2 separate regions of the Sparus aurata genome follow, and region 1 is linked to region 2. Evidence: chromatin contacts called from public Hi-C data. All regions are on one chromosome and are shown on one strand. The core of a region is the stretch at or near the end of the contact, and the rest is flanking DNA. Distances in the headings are between cores, read along the strand shown. Region 1 holds the start of daxx (death-domain associated protein). Region 2 holds the start of hsd17b8 (hydroxysteroid (17-beta) dehydrogenase 8).

What was found. A called contact is a pair of places that touch in the nucleus more often than the background predicts.
Region 1: a contact with region 2 is called in a Hi-C map of an unstated tissue, with 8 times the contacts expected there. The contact joins the promoter of daxx here to the promoter of hsd17b8 in region 2. A contact is called at or near these places in 2 of 2 Hi-C or Micro-C datasets (skeletal muscle and an unstated tissue).

Annotation. Positions count from the first base shown.
Region 1 is chr3:5,859,458-5,863,395 of fSpaAur1.1, reverse strand. daxx (death-domain associated protein) reads right to left here and starts at 2,349. Exons shown (of 11, transcript XM_030412849.1): 1 at 1,998-2,349; 2 at 701-957; 3 at 30-494. The coding sequence starts at 940. It overlaps tapbp.1 (TAP binding protein (tapasin), tandem duplicate 1), which reads right to left. Exons shown (of 8, transcript XM_030409565.1): 8 at 3,037-3,817. The coding sequence ends at 3,806.
Region 2 is chr3:5,639,039-5,643,146 of fSpaAur1.1, reverse strand. hsd17b8 (hydroxysteroid (17-beta) dehydrogenase 8) reads left to right here and starts at 2,687. Exons shown (of 9, transcript XM_030412450.1): 1 at 2,687-3,481. The coding sequence starts at 3,358.

The DNA of each region.
Region 1 (3,938 bases), core at 1,100-3,599, 220 kb before region 2:
AGTCGTACCTTCTAGTGTTCAACACTAACCTGTTTCCTGGATGCTCTCTTTGCCTTTTTCTCTGCTTGCTGTTCCTCTTTGTTGCTCTCCTCCTCGCCCTCCTGCAGCCCTGAGGTGGATGGTTGCTTATCCTCTGCTGTCGATTTCACCCTGTCGTCCTCCTCCTCTTCCACCTCAACTTTAGACTTGTCTTTACTTTTGAGTGTAACAGAGGTAGACGGTGTAGAGCTTGATGTTGAGGTACAAGGCCCAGGCTCAACTTTGGTGACGATCTGCCTCTTCTTGGCTGCATGCTGCTTCAGCACAGTGCACAGTTCATTGATGTAGACAAAGGTTTTGGAACGGTTTGCCTGGGCACGAGTCAAACAGTGTCCCAAGGTGTTCCTGAACTCCACGGATGACAGATACTCAGGGGAGGCCTTGGAGTGCTTCGTTTGGAGGAAGGTCAAGACCTCGGGGCAGTCCTGGGTGAGAGCTGAGCAGTGCTCCACAAACTGTAAAGATGGAAAAAAGAAAACAGGAAGGAAGAGAAGGCAAGGTGACCGAGGAAGGGCACAGAGCGAGGAAGGAAGAAGAAAATAATAGCAACAACATATTGTTATCAAGTTTTTCCAGTCTACAGCCAGTGTACTGTCAATGTAGTTATAATTACGACAGCAAAACAGTTAGAACAGATATTAAAACATATGTGTAAACTCACCTCAGCGAACAACCTCTGATTCTCTGCCTGAAGAACATGTGCGTTTTTCTTCGCTGAGGCGAAAGGTGACTGGGTAATGTGGGTCGGGACAGGCTGCTGAGCTTTGAGCGGCGACACATATTTTGCTCGCTGCTGAGAGGACGACTTGGAGGCGGAACAGGAGGGCTGAGGACTCTCCTCTTCATCATCATCATCAAGGACTATGATCTTATCTGCCATCGAGGCGGGAGCCACCGCCATCCAAAATGTTGGTAATTCTGCTTTCAGAAAACACAGAAAGTAAGAATACTGATCAGGACAACTTCATAATGAAATTTACACTGTTCTGGTGGAACGTGAGGAGTGACGATATTTTGTTTCCACTTTAAGGAAGGTCAACAGGCAAAACAGGGTAGAACGTGGTGTGAAATGTTCATTACCAACAGTAATATAGTTAGAATAACTATTAGCGAGCCTGCTTTTGTTTGTGAAACCTGTTGAAACCAGCAGCTGCTTGTCTTTTGAAGCACATGTTTTTGCACTATTACAGTACCAGTGATCGGAGCAGCAAACAGGGACAGAAGACTTGCATAACAAAAATAACTCTCACGTGATATGACACATCATGTTCAATAAAGTCTGACGTCACCAAATGTAATTTCAATATGAAAGGTTTCCACAATACAAAATAAAATGAATTTTAACAAACATGTTACGTTGAGAGGTTTGTTGAAAGGTTATATGGAATCCTGATTAGGACAACCCTGACTTCAGTTGTGTGATAAGTAATTTTATAGTACAACGATTAGGAATAATCAAAGGTGACATTCATAATGTTCCCTTGTTTTCATAAAAACAAATGCATAGTAGGTTTGTGTAAATTTCCGTTCAGACTGGCCCCGACTCTGTCACTCATGATACTGTTCCGTTTTTCACACAATCAAATGATAAGTTACAAGTTTAAGCTCAAATTAAACAATAACATTAAACACCTTCTCATATTTAACCATAGTGCGCGTCACCACACAGAAACATGGCTATTTATTCGCGAATTTTGCCATGGTGCTCTAACATCGAGCCTTCATTCATGTGCAAGCAAAGCTGCCATTAAACATGAGCCTTATATTCATGGATTGAGAAATAAAATGAACAGTCAGGCAGCAACGGCCGCTTCCGAACACTTTAACTGAAGCCGAACAGATGTGATCTTAGCTTGTTAACACAGTAAGCTACATGACACATGGGAATGACACAAAAGCTCTCGTATGAACAGGAAACTTTCAACTGTCACACATTCCACACATTCACACATACCGACCTCTTGTTTATGGCCTTTGAGACGTGACAACAAAAGATGATAACGATCCACCGCGACGCATATTTACAATTCTGTGCTCGAGTTAGCGAACATTAGCATTGGGCAGAATGTAGCTAGTTAGCTTTGTGATTAGAAAGTGAGCGAAGTACAAAAACAACGAGCCCGCAGAAAAGCCCACATGCTGTTTTTTATGTTACATCGCTTGTTAGACAAACGCGACAAACTTGAAACGCGTGTTTTTAATCCCGCAGACTTTCTGTTTACCAAAACAATGCTCGTCAACTTGGCTATGGTGTCGAGTCGAGATCGAAAGTGTACCCGCTCAAGTCGTATCAACATCAAGGCCTCTGATTGGTTCATAGGTGGTTGCACGGTTAGTAATGTCGTTAGCTATTGGTTGTCTGTTGGCTGTCGGCTTCTTCTTCTTCTTCTTCTTCTTCTTCTTCTTCTTCTTCTTCAAAATCAATGTTAAAGTTGTTTTTCTACAGATGAAATTTACAATTCAGAGATTAAATTGAAATCTATGAATTACATAAATAAACAAATGTATCAAACGCCGATTTCATGCACTTCATACCATTTTCACAACAATTTTGTTTTATCAATTCATCTCATACATCACGAATATCTGGTGTGTGGATGGGTAAAAACACATCTGCTTTAAATAACATTTTGTTAATTTGTATCTATAAGGAATCTAGGTCTTAAAATTCAAAAACAAAACTGCTCAAGCGCAACGTACTTTTATTCTGAAAAAGACAACGGAAGTCGCACGTTCTCATTGATGTCAATTTATTGGGTTTAAAAATTAGATTTTACTTAAATGTTTAAACCAGCATAGTCAGTTTGTATTTTACCAATCAAACTTTGCAGTATTCTGAAGGTCATTATGAAGGGCTTATATTTATTTCTTTGTACTTTTCCACATTTGGCTATCATAATATACACGTCAGCATTTCCATGTTTTGTGTAAACAATGTGTCATACCAGCATGTTTGAAGAGACACAACCATGGATAAACAGGAGACTGGGAGCAGCATGTTTTAATAAATGTGTTTATTACACTTAAAATCCAGACTTCACTTGTGATCTTTAAACTTGATATAAATTTGGAATTTAACCTTCAGTAGATTTTTGTGCCCTGTTTGTACCATTTCCTTCACATTTAATTTCTGCATTAGCCCAGGCTGTTGGAGCGTCATACCACTATAAAAAAAAATCTAACACAGAAAGTCACAATATACACACATTATAATCTCTGTATTTACAAAAATTCTGTTTGTGGGTTTGGACAGTTTAGTCTGATTCTAACTTTACTTTCCTCGGTTATTTACACAAAATGTTTGCCTTATATCATAATTTAACTTTCCTCCAAGTTCCTGACTCTTTTCCAGTGTACGTAACAAGAAATAGTATTTAAACAGTGGGAGGCCAATATGATATAACAGCTATATCACTTTAAAGTAGGAGATTAAAGAAATATGACAACACACATGTTTAGACTGAGCAGAAACCCTTTTCAGAAAATTATCACTGGTACCCAAGCACAACAGTAAATCTATCCCCAAACATTATTTATGTAAGTGCAAAATAGTAAAAAAAAATTAACAACTGACACAGCATTGAATATCCCAAGCAAGCTTTTCTCTCAATCTATGAAAAAAACAAAAACGCTTTAGGTTTTTAAAAAAAGACAAAGCTTTCTGGATGAATAGGTGGACAATCACTTTTGAACCCCATCCAAGATATCAAAACAGAAAGGTTTGTTGGATCAGTATCGCACTTCCAGCAGTTGACTTCAATCTTCTTTACTTGTCTTTCTGTAAGTGGAAGAAGTTGAAAGTTAATATTCAGAGGAGACATGGAAAACACCCAGGAGCAGCTCCAAGGTTGTAACATACATACAAGTAGCACACTTATGTAAAGACAATCAGAATTATA
Region 2 (4,108 bases), core at 1,438-3,937:
GATAAGTGATATAAAAGGTGACACTTACTGCCGGTCTATTCAGCTAAATATGACCCATGTTGTGTTTTGTGGCATTTGTAATTATGATTTCCAGTAAAAAAAAAAAAAAAAAAATCCACTTTTGGAAGTCCGCTAACAACAAAAAATATTAAATTGTCATGCACGTTGATTCACTTTGGTTTGTTCCATTACAGCAGGAGTTTAACTTGGTTGGACTTCCTCAGTGCCTGTACTCACTTTCCATAAAATCTTCTTGCAAGACACTGAGCATCAGATGAAGCAAATTCAGAAGTTACTAAGCAACAGGATCAGTTCTTGGCATCCACAATAGAGCTCAGTAGAAACATTGAGTTCTCTCCTGTGCTGCAGAAAAAATACAGAAAGTTGAGTTCAGTCACTGGGGTTTAGTGACAAACGCATCACTGCCAAATTTCTGCTTCGTGTGACTCCATGTGAATAAATGGACTGAGTTCTTCTTAAAAAGGAAAATGAAGACAGTTATAAATCAAAACCAAAATGCATATATGACAAAAGAGTCACAATTACACATTTCAATATGAAAATGATCTATAATTATATATATAAAAAACTCATATCACTTCTAAATGTAATGATTAAATATTTGAATAGGAATGTGCATGTTGATGTAGATAGATCATGTGCGCTGTATGACAGACTTTGATTATGTCTTAGACTGTAGACTCATATATATCATTCAGTTAAATCAATTAGTTGAGGTATAAGGCAGCCAAGTTTACCATTCTCAGGATGTAGTATATTTTTTTAATTATTTTATTTACAAAGTTAAAATATCAAACTGTGAGGCAACAATTAATCAGTTTAAATGTTATTAGAGTGAACAGACAGTTCTTCTGAAGACATAAAATAATACCTGATTATAATTAAAAAAAAAAATAAGAATATGAAAATATATTTAAAACATAAAACTGAATATAAAAAAAGACCAGGGCACCACATTGGTGATGTCATTTTCTAATAATACACTGAGATGTTCGGTGCTTTGGGACTTTCAGGTACTTTCCCAGGATCAAATACTGGTTCACCCAAGTTACTAATCCATGAAGAAGGGGTGTTATTAAGTAAATAAGTGCAAAACACAGCCTTCATAGAAAGTTGGATACTATAAAAACTCTAAAAAATAAAATGTTTGTTAATTAAGCTGCCGTGATGAGAGTTTTGACGGTTTATGTTGTATTTACATGTTAAACAGGATTTCTGCCCTCTAGTGGTCACACGGTGCAACTGCTCTCAGCTCCATAGTCAAGACAGACACAATTACACTGTGACACTTCCGGTGAGCACTTTCACAATAAAACTTCATTCATGATTACATTTTATCATACATCGTGTCACAGTACACAGATGGACAAATAGATAACTACAGAAAAGCTGCCATAAAGGTATTTATTATTCTACAAGATAGACAACTATTGGTTTAGCTTTTTCTCCTTAAATCATAGCCTAAGTTTGTTTGTTTTTTGGCGATCCATTTTCTGAGTTCTGAGTGAAAGCGGAAATTTGTCTCTGTTGAAAAATATTTTTTTCAGGAAAAAACAATTGTTCCTTCTGAAAAAATATTTTTTTCACTCTGTTCCACACACAAAATGTTTTTCTGTCTACAAAGGAATTTTGTTTTTCCTTTCGATGAGCCTCTTCACAATAAAACTTTTACCATGGAAATACTTGAGATTTATGTCAACATTTTATCACACAATGTTACAGTTCACAGATGGATAAATAAAGAAAAGCTGCCAGGAAGTTATTTCTTCTCACTTTACTCCATCAAGACAGCTAACCTCTCATTTGGCTTTTGTTAGCTAACTTAATCCCAGCTCAAGGTTTTACCTTTCACATGAGTCACAATGTAATAATAACATGAGAGCCAACAAACTGGGTAAATCTAGCTAGTAACACCTGCAATTTCAGGCCCAGCTTTATTTTTTTCTGGGATATTGATTGATAGCCTGCTTACTAGTTAAATTACTACTCCTGTACGTTTGTACAGTAAGGAAGTAAAAAAAAATGCACAACACAGCCATCCTGGGAAGTTAGAAAACAGATGAGAAAATGCTATAATGTTTAGTTATTAATCTGCCGTTTTCATAGTTATAACAGTCATTCATTATTTAAATTCTTATCTGCCGTTTTAATAGCATTGACAAGGCAATGTACATAAATTATAATCGGGGGGTTTCTGCCCTTTTGTGGTCAAACAGCCGAACTACACCGCCCGGCCAGTGTCAAGGTAGAGACAGTTACACTGCATTACTTCCGGTGAGCACTTTCACTATGAAACTGTTATAAATGACAGACGCCAGATGAGGCTTCCTGACAGTAATTTAGGTTGGTCACAGCTGTTATGATTCTAGTGGTCAAACAGTAAAACTACTCTGCTACCTTCACAGCGCTGAACTTCACACAGTGATGTAATGATAAAATGAGAGGCCTCAAACTGGGAAATCATGGCTATTTAAACCCAGAATTCAAGGCATAATATCTGTTACTTCAAGTTTGTCCTGTAAGGAGGTAAGTAAGCTCAACCCTGCCGGCATTTGAAAACGCTATAATGTTTGTCAATTAACCTGCAAGTTAATCATTTTGACATTCACAATTAATCACATTATAAGTCGGGTGTTTTTATGCCCTCTAGCGGCCAAACGGTAGAACTACTTCTACAGCGTCAAGGCAGACACAATTACACGGTACGTTTTCCGGTTATCCTTTCAAAATAAAACATTTACAGTGCTTAGACAGGAACTTAAACTGATAATCTGAATGTTACAGCAGTTATTGTCACGTTCGTATCATGCCGCTAAGATCACTCTGCAGTAGACACGGGTCTCTTTCACCTCTGCTTTCCTCGGTTTTGTCCTAAACGTAATGCCCGGGTAAGCCCGCTAAATTCCGCGTCGCGAAGTGATGACGCGATTACGATCACCGACGGTGCCGGCTAACTTGCGGTTAAGCGCCCGGCTAGCTTGAAGGGTGAAAAATAAAATGTAGTCTTGCGGCTCTTCTAGACTTTCCAGATGTTATTGGACATAATGGCTTAAATTATGATAGTGAAACGAGTCATTTTTGGGGGTTGTGATGCTCACGATCATTGACCACCGTTTTACAGACGCTAAGCTAACTTATAGTTTAGGTTTTTGCTAGTTAACTCATAGCCCAAGTTCTCATGCGAGTCAAAATGTAAAGACACAACAAGATGCAACAAACTGGGGCTAATCTTCAGATATATAAACCCAGATTATAGAGCTAATGAAACAGTACTCGTTTAATAAATATAGTTGTAACTTCCATTGGTTTTAATCTAGCTCACAGCCACTGTAAATCATGTCCAATCCTGGTTTTCTGGCGCCCTCTGGTGGACAAACAGAGAACTACAACAACACCGGGAATAATCAAACCATCATGGCGGCTGCCACACGGCTCATATCAAGGTTGACGCTGGTCACTGGTAAGTTTATAACCATTTATTATTCAGTGTGTATAATCAGATAAATAAGGAAACACGTCCGGGATGCAGCTTCTCTTTCCACGTTGTTTCTTCAACGTCTCAGTCTCCGTGTTAAACATGCTAACGTTAGCTAGCAGAGTACGACGGACTTTGGATCTTGAGCAACTCTGCGGACGTTTGGTGAAGTTCGTCAACTACGATACGTTTTTCTATCAACTTTAATAACTAGTTTTAGAGTCCTAATCTGTGACATTGAAAGATAGAAGCACCTGGCTCTGATAAATCTGAGCGGAGTATTAATGTAAAACTTATCTTGGATGAAAAATGTTGTCTGTTTCTTGTGAACACAGTGAAACAAAGTGTAAAGAGTTCCTGAGTTTAAATCTTCAAATGTCTTGTTGTGGACAATTAAAAGTCCAAAACCCAAAGATATTCACTCTACAGTCATTTCAAATAGAGAGACGCAAATCTTCAGAACTTTTTCTCAAAGGTGCATTCTGTAGTTTTGGGAAGAAATTCTAACCTTTCATTAAAAAAAAAAAAAAAAAAAAAAAAAAAAAAAGTTGTATGCTCAAACAAACTAAATAAAGAAACTGTATTTGTTTTCATGACTGAATAAAAAACTGA